Linked DNA regions of Ovis aries: region 2 is linked to region 1. Evidence: chromatin contacts called from public Hi-C data. All regions are on one chromosome and are shown on one strand. The core of a region is the stretch at or near the end of the contact, and the rest is flanking DNA. Distances in the headings are between cores, read along the strand shown.

What was found. A called contact is a pair of places that touch in the nucleus more often than the background predicts.
Region 2: a Hi-C map of tail adipose tissue shows a contact between it and region 1, with 4 times the contacts expected there. The contact joins the promoter of PRKG1 here to the enhancer-like site in region 1. A contact is called at or near these places in 8 of 16 Hi-C or Micro-C datasets (blood, hypothalamus, mixed tissues and 4 more).

The regions. Positions count from the first base shown.
Region 1 is chr22:6,774,093-6,778,091 of ARS-UI_Ramb_v3.0, forward strand. All of the region lies in intron 9 of PRKG1 (protein kinase cGMP-dependent 1), which reads right to left. Among named protein-coding and RNA genes, the nearest start is that of DKK1, 140 kb to the left of the region's middle. Within about 2 kb of position 1,514, at least 5 of the 54 cell types and tissues checked have an H3K27ac peak or open chromatin away from gene starts, as enhancers often do. A contact at or near this core is called in muscle and tail adipose tissue, where this site is marked.
Region 2 is chr22:8,079,269-8,083,222 of ARS-UI_Ramb_v3.0, forward strand. PRKG1 (protein kinase cGMP-dependent 1) reads right to left here and starts at 1,448. Exons shown (of 18, transcript XM_004020002.6): 1 at 1,002-1,448. The coding sequence starts at 1,267. It overlaps LOC132658439 (a long non-coding RNA gene), which reads left to right and starts at 844. Exons shown (of 2, transcript XR_009598090.1): 1 at 844-1,054; 2 at 1,193-3,954.

The DNA of each region.
Region 1 (3,999 bases), core at 264-2,763:
GGATCTTCCTGAACTAGGGATCAAACCTGGGTCTCCTGCATTGCAGGCAGATTTTTTACTAACCATATCAAATAATTAAATCTCTCTATATACCATTTAGGAGTAAGGTTAAAAAAAAAAGTCTATTAAAATATATAATTCAGAGTGAGGTGGTTTGCTTTAGACTTTAGGAGATTCACTGGATGTTAACCCTGTAACCAAAAGAACTGAGTCACATATACTCATATATATTTTACCTAGCAGGTCTTTCAAGGGAACTCTAGCCTCTCTCAGGATATGCATTTATTCCTCTTCAGTTAAAAATAAATACAACAAAAGGAAGTAGGATAAACTTACACCCTAGTAGGCTTACGATTCAGAGGTGGAAGGAGGCAGGGTCAGAAGAGCCTTGGGTACTATTTTGGAAGGAAGGGAAACAGAGCCTACATAACCACCCTTGCATGACCTGTGGTTTGAGAAACAGAGCTCCGAACAGTTCCCACACAACAGCTGTTTCCCTGCATCCCCATCGTTGAGGACAGGAAGTGGAATGGCACAGAGAATGCAGTTTATAGGATCTGTTCTCTCAGAAAGTGAAACAGGATCTCCAGGCTATTAAATTCACTCCAGTGGCGAATCTGAACTCACTTGTTAAAAGCAATTGTCTGCCTACAAAGAAAAAGCTTGCATTTGTGAAAACTGAAGAGCTTTTAGAAGTGTTATATAAACACTTATACAGTCACTGGGTTTACACAAAGCTATATGAAAATTTAGAGACATTTTGATCCATTTAATTCTCATAACAGGATCAAAGTGATCTGGAAATATTTATGTATCTACAACCACATAGAGGCCACAGGTTCAATTCTCTCTAAGGGGCATGGAAAAAAATGGGTATCTAGCTCCAGCCATAGGAATTAAAACGTATTTAAGGCGCTCTACAGACCTGCTTTTACTAATTGCATCTAATTCTGGGACTAAACTAATGCTAGAGGCAAAGATGAGAAAATACGTAACTTCAGTTTCAATTTTAAAAAGTGTCTTTCTAATGTGGATGCTGTATATGACTATCACTCTTGAGTTGAAATTTTATAGCAAACCTCTTTGTACTGTCTGTGCAACTTCATTTCGAGGATCTTGCCAAATCATGTAAGAGTATCATCCTGATTTCCCTGGCATGCTGTTAGCTGTCTGCTGGTTTCGCACAGGATCCAAGCCCAGGAGCATGTTTGCTAAGGGCCCAGCTCCCAGAGCTTCTGAGAGTCAGTGTCACTTGTGTCTCACGTGTGACTCCTTTGCCCCAGATGAAAATTCAAGCTTCCCTTCTGAGTTTAGCAATCTCATGTTACAAAAGGGTCTAAGAAGACATAAGCAAGAATAATCAAAACAGCTGTCTGTGGTTCCAAACTAACAGTTCTTTTTGCATTCTTGGAAGCATTCTGAAGATTCTCTAAAATCAACTAGCTCTCTTCTGCCTTAGTTTGTTAGGGCCTCAGGGTACAGTTTGGATATTTTCTCCTTCGTCACTCTATGAGAATTTCCATGAGGACAGAGCAGTTCTTAAAACCACCACTAGAGGGGGGAAAAGTACAAGATTTGCCTCAAGTTAAATCTGTAGTTTTCTGACTCCTTTGGTACTTAATCAATCCTTAAGATATTCAATCAGATGTTACAAAACATTTTAGCTTTTAGATATACAACTATTCTGTATTTACTTGTCATCTGAATTTTTGTTGTTGATATAATTTGTATAAGATCAAAACCAAAAATTACGTTTCTGTCCCTACTAAAACATATTTCAATATATTCATTAATCCTTACAATCTGTCTTTGGTATTTTAAGGTTATCCAACCAAACATACAATTTTAAATTTTCAAAAGATTATTCTCTTTTGAAAAATACATGCATTCGTGACTATCACCAAAATGTATCCCATTCATTTTTTTCATGATGTAAAGAGAAAACGTCAAGGTGATAAAAGCAAGTATTGTACAGTGAATTCAGACGCACAAAAGGAAGCAGTTTTGGTTTCTTGCCTCCTTCACCGTCTGAATCCTTGCGTACCTCGCTTTACAGAATAGTGTTTCTGGCAAGTCATCTTCAAAATAAAACTTTGTATTTAGAGTTAATATAGTTCTTGAAAGTGGAATCATCATACTGGCAATTTTTTAGGATAGATTTGTATAAATATTTTAGCATTACAATTGTAATACCATTAATGCAAAAACTCTTAAAATACATTTCCAAAGAAATCTATAACTAATAAACACAATAATATTCAAAATGACTCACAAATTATAAAAATGATTCTGCTTTCACAGCAGAAATTGTTCCCTCAGTGGAAGGTTTCCTAATGGCTCCCCTGTTCTATATCTATATCCTTAGAATGAACCTTCTGAAACACATGATCACATTAGCTGACTGCCTAAAGACTGGATATTTCCTCACTGTATTTGCATCAAGTTGGAATCGTTTCCTGGGCATTAAAAAATCCACAATGTGGCCTCCTTTTGGCCTCTGTTTTTTATGGACTCTCCGTTTTAACTTCATGCTCTAGTCCCATAGGACTGGGTAAGAATCCCTAAACACTCTCTTCCCATCCCTATACCTACTATTTCTTAAGAAATAAAAATGATTTTTAACATTTACTGTATTTAACCACCTGAGGAGCCACTGTACAAAGGGCTTTCCATACAGACTCCTCATTTAATCTTACCCCCAATTCTGATGGGAGTGTGTATACGAGCTTCACACTACACACAAAGAAACTGAGAGTGAGAGATGAGCAGAGACTGCCCAGAGGTTACCCTTCATGTGATTTCAAAGCTCACTCAGGTGATTCACTCTGACATAATGTTTACCATCTGCACACTTTCATTTGGCTATGGATTTTGCTCTAAAGGAGAACAGTGAGGGAGCAGTAAGGTGTGTCCTTTCCTTCCAAGCAGTTCTTTCCTTCCAAGCAGAACTGTTACCTCCTCTATGCTCCTGGTGCCCTTTGGGGTTCCAGGATGCTGGTTACTTATATATTCATACCCCATGGCAGAATGGGGCCTTTTAGAGGCTGGAGAGAACTGTGTAGCCTTAGTAAAAGTCACTCATTATGTCTGACTCTTTGTGACCCCCATGGACTATACAGTCCATTGAATTCTCCAGGCCAGAATACTGGAGTGTGTAGCCTATCCCTTCTCAAGGGATCTTCCTGACCCAGGAAATGAACTGGGGTCTCCTGCATTGCAGGCAGATTTTTACCAGCTGAGCTACCAAGGGCTTCCCTGGTAGCCTCTTAATCCCCCAGCAGATGGTCACATCAGAGGGGATCTAAAAGTGAGGACTGTCCTATTTTACATCTTAAGTGTCCATCAGATTCAATTCATGACTTGATCTTTTTGCCAAGGTATTCTGAAACATACACATTTACTTTCTAAAAAGCTAGTTCTTGTGAATATATTAGTGTGGTTCAGTTGCTCAGTTGTGTTCTACTCTTTGCGACCCCATGGACTGCAGCACGCCAGGCTTCCCTGTCCATCACCAACTCCCGGGGCTTGCTCAAACTCATGTCTATTGAGTCAATGTGAATATATTAAGTGCATGCTTTTTTTTTTTTCCTTTTAAAATATCTGGCAGTATTGCTTGTAAATATTGAATCTGAATGTGTGTATGTTTGGTATTACTTATAAATTTTTAACTTATAACACAACCATTCAATGTTCAAAAGATAGCTACCTAAAAGATTGGCCTCAACTCCTAGGGGGCATACTTTTCCACAGCGGCCATTGCCCTTCCCTCAGTCACTCTCAACTCTCAACTTCACAGGATGCTCCTACCCCATCCCTGCAGTGAGTCTCCACTTCTGGAAACAAGATGGCACTGAGCTGCTTATATGAGCCTGTCTGCACACCCTCCTGCATAGCACCCACAATCCAATGGGAATGGTGGGTTTCCCTTTGTAAGGAGCCATAAGGCCCATTTCTGAGCTGGCTCCGGTCAAGATTTTATAAATGCAGTGGTGTTGTATT
Region 2 (3,954 bases), core at 198-2,697, 1.3 Mb after region 1:
GGCCAAAATCGCCGGGCCTCCTCTGCGCACCACGAAAGAGCGACACACAACTGTGAACTGGCAGGACTTGGCTCTCAGCGTGGCGGGAAGAGGGAAGGAAGGAGCCCGGAGGCGCCCAGAGAAGCAGCTCCCCTCCCTCTTCATCCCAACTTTTTCCGGGGACAGACTCCGAAGACAAACAAGAGGGGGCGGTAGTACCGACTCTAGGACAGGGCTGAGCAGTAGCCCCAAACCTGCTTCAGGTGCAAGGTCACCGAGCCACCTCCAAGCCCTATGCAGCCCAAGAGGTGGACACTTCTGGAAGGGACACAAACTGAGCAAACCAACATCCAAGAAGTGGTGTTTCTTTCCAATTTCCTGCTGACATCACTTGCTGCCTGGAGAGTGACCCTCGGAGGCTGATCCCTGCAGTGGAGACGCACCCCAGTCCCGCCCCCCTCCCCTCACCCCCTCCGCGCCTTCCCAGCCCGGCTCGGGCTCTGGGCAAGTTCAGTTCCTAAACCGAACGCGGTCGCCCTGTGCAGCCTCCCGTCGCCGCTCCCGGGAGGCTCCAGCGGCGCACGGAGCATGCCCTGTGGCCTGGGTCTGGGGGGTCACCTCCAGGAAGCTCTCCAGGCCCCGGGATGGGCCGGGTCCTGTCCCGGGAGGTAGTCTCCCCAGGGGTGCGCGCAGGGAAGACCGCGCGACTTCGGCGGGGTGCGCAGCGGCCAAGTTAGCGGGCGCGACCGAACTTTCCGCGCTCCCCTCCCCACCCCCACGCCACAGGGGCGCGCTTCCCCGAGGAGCTCGCCTTTCCCAGCCCGGCGGAGACCAGCGCAGCACGTGACGGGCAGAAACAAAAATAAACACTCCCCGGTCCCGGCGCGCCGGGGCCGCCCCCACTCGGCGCGCCGGGCACCGAGCCCCGCCGCCGCGGCCCGGAGCCCCCGGCGCCCCCGGCGCCCGGCCCGCCCGTCCGCCCGCTCCGGCCCCGCTCCGGCCCGCGCCCCGGCGGCGCCTACCTCTCGGATTTGGTGAACTTCCGGAACGCCTGTCGGAGGTCGTGGAAGGACCTGTAGGTCTGCGGCTCGGCCGAGATGCCCTGTGCCCGGGTGGTCCGCGGGCCGATGTGGGTCGAGGGCGCGGGCAGCACTGACTGGCATTTATGCAGCTTCCTCTTCAGCTCCTGGGTTTCTTCCTCCTTCTCTGACAGCCGCTTCTCCAGCTCTTTGATCCTCTCCTCCTTGAGCATGAGAATCTTGGCAAAGTCTTCCTCCAGCTCGCTCATGTTGTTCCCGGAGCCCCTCCGCGAAACTTTCTCTCGGGCGACGGCGGCGGGGCCTGCAGCCGGGCGAGGCGGGAGCGCACGGGGCGAGTGAATGGGCGCTGGGTCCCGGAGCGCGGCGGCGCTGCCCCTACTGCGGCGCGAGGAGCCGCGGTCTTCGCTCCGCTTCTGCTGAATGGACTAGGAGCATCGAGGGGAGGATGAGAAGTCTAAAAGCGCCGGAGAGGAGAGGCAGAGTGCTAATCCCCCGCCTCTCGGGGGAATAGGTGATTATCTTTCATTGAGAAACCAATTAGAGCTGCCCTTCCTCCCCTGAGACCCCCTCCCCCGTCCCCCTTTCCCAATCACTTCGTGAGAACACGGCGCGCGCGCCACCCCACCGAGAGCCTGGTTTCCAGTTGGGAGGGTTGGACCAGTGCGCCTGGTCTCACCCCATCACACAATAATCACTCTTGCACGCTATATGGTACCAAAGGGAAGGGCTGGGGTGGGGTGGGGTGAGGGGGGAGCTTTATGCCACTTGATCCTTGAAATAGCAACAATTACCATGTGATCTGGTAAGATGACGCAGGGCTTGTAACTGGAGCCTAAAGACTTTGTGGGGTGTGTGCGTGTGAGTGTGTGTGTGTGTGTGTGTGAGAGAGAGAGACAGTTCATAAATATTAAACTGCCTTTAGACAATAACGTGCGTGAATTCATCTTGTTTTCACCTTTTACTTCTCTTTGCCCTGTTTGGTAAGGGTGTACGTGTGTGTTTGTTCCATAGTATGAAGTCTTGTGGTTGTGACCCCAAGTAATAAGAATAACAGGGCACTCGCGGTACCAGGTCTTTTCACCATAAGCTTTTAGTGGCAATAGTAAACTGAAATTGTTGGTGGGTAAATTGGAGGAACATGTGTCTGATAATGAGCCAAAGATTTGCCAAAAAGGAAAAGGCCATGCATCCATTGGAAACTTCTTCGGAGTTTGGTTTCTATTTCATCTGCTACTATTAAAATTTGTATACTGAGCACCCAAATTATATCACACCACCCTGGTTGTGAAGTGGGGCCCACCAGTGCTGAATTGCGGGCTCACCCCAACAACTCCGGTTTTAAGGGAAAATAGCTTTGGCCAGCTGTATTTCTCCCTCACCTCTGCACCCATCACCACACTCAGTGCTAAAGGGATGTTTATACACATTTGGACCCAGAGTGTTTGCTAATTCCTACACACACACACACACACACACACACACACACACACACACACACACATATCACAGGGAGTATTGTTCACAAATCACAGCTAAAATGTTTGGATGTGTGGGAGGAACATTTCTTCAGGTAAAGATCCACAAATCTATTTTTTAAAGAAAAAAAAAGGATGCAAACTAAAATACCAGAGAGTTTTTGTAGAAATAGTAATTTTCCTTAAAAAGAAATATCATCATATGATCCACTGGATGCTTATTTTTATAAAAATCTTTCTACCTTGTCTGAAATACCTTGGTAAAGGAAAAGCAGGCATATACTTTTACTTATAAATCAACCCTAAAATATATTTTATTCTCAAGATTTCTTTATTTACTGTTAGTTCTACTAATCCAATTATTTAAAATTGAAAACATTTTAAGCCACATCTAGACAATACAGACTGGCTTCATCTACTCATATTTGAGAAAGCGTTCTCTGTCTTGTTGATAGTTACTGTTCTATTGCTTCTATCTATAAACAGCTTAATCTGCTATCATCCCTTTAGAAACACTCAAAATAATTGGCATTTAAAAATACATTAGAAAAAATTTATCTCCTTAAAAAAATCTAGGCATAGGTTCAATTTTATTTATGGGAGATATGGAAATAGTTTTAAAATGACTCTGAAATGGACAGGTTATTTTCATGTCTTATATACTAATCTTAAATGCAGCTATTCAAATATGTTTCTCCTGCTTATTAAAGAAATCTTTAGACCAATATTTTACACACATCTCAAAACCCGGAATTCATTCATATCTTTCGAAATCAATCTTGTGTTTTTACTAAATCAGTCTTAACTTAGGTGACATTGAACTTTGTGACCTTAAATCATGTCCCTTGGCTTATGAAATATTTAATTAAGAGCACAAGGAATATTTGAGAAAATACAACCTGATAGAGTAAACATTGAATTATTTAAAATCATAGCATTTTAAATCTGTAAGAGACACTGAAGATAATCTAACCTAACCGCTTCATATTATAAAAGAGGAAAATGAGATCTGGAATGGTGAAGTCCAAGACTACCCAAGGGCGAATGTTTGAAGCCAGGATTCCCCAGACCTTGCTACCCCTATCTTTAAGCCTGCAAATCCAGAAATTCTACAGTTCTGACACTCTAGTGTTCCAAGAGGCGATTTTAACCTCTGTTCTTTGCTTTTAAATCTGCAGCAGTCAATTTCAATTGTCAAAGCAAGAAGTGTTAATGAATCCAATGAATCCCTAGTTGTTGTTGTTGTTGTTGTTTTTTCTTAAAGGAGAAGATCGCCATCTAGTGTCCTGGGAGAAATTTGCTAAATTAGTATCTTTTTCCCAGTGAAGTTGAGGTTGGTGCCTTAAATACCTGTGTGAGTGTTTTTTCATGTTCCAAGTTTGAGGGAAATAAAGAAAATAAGCAGAATTTTATGTCAGAATAAAACATTTTTTAAAATGAGAAACTTTGTATCTTTTAGC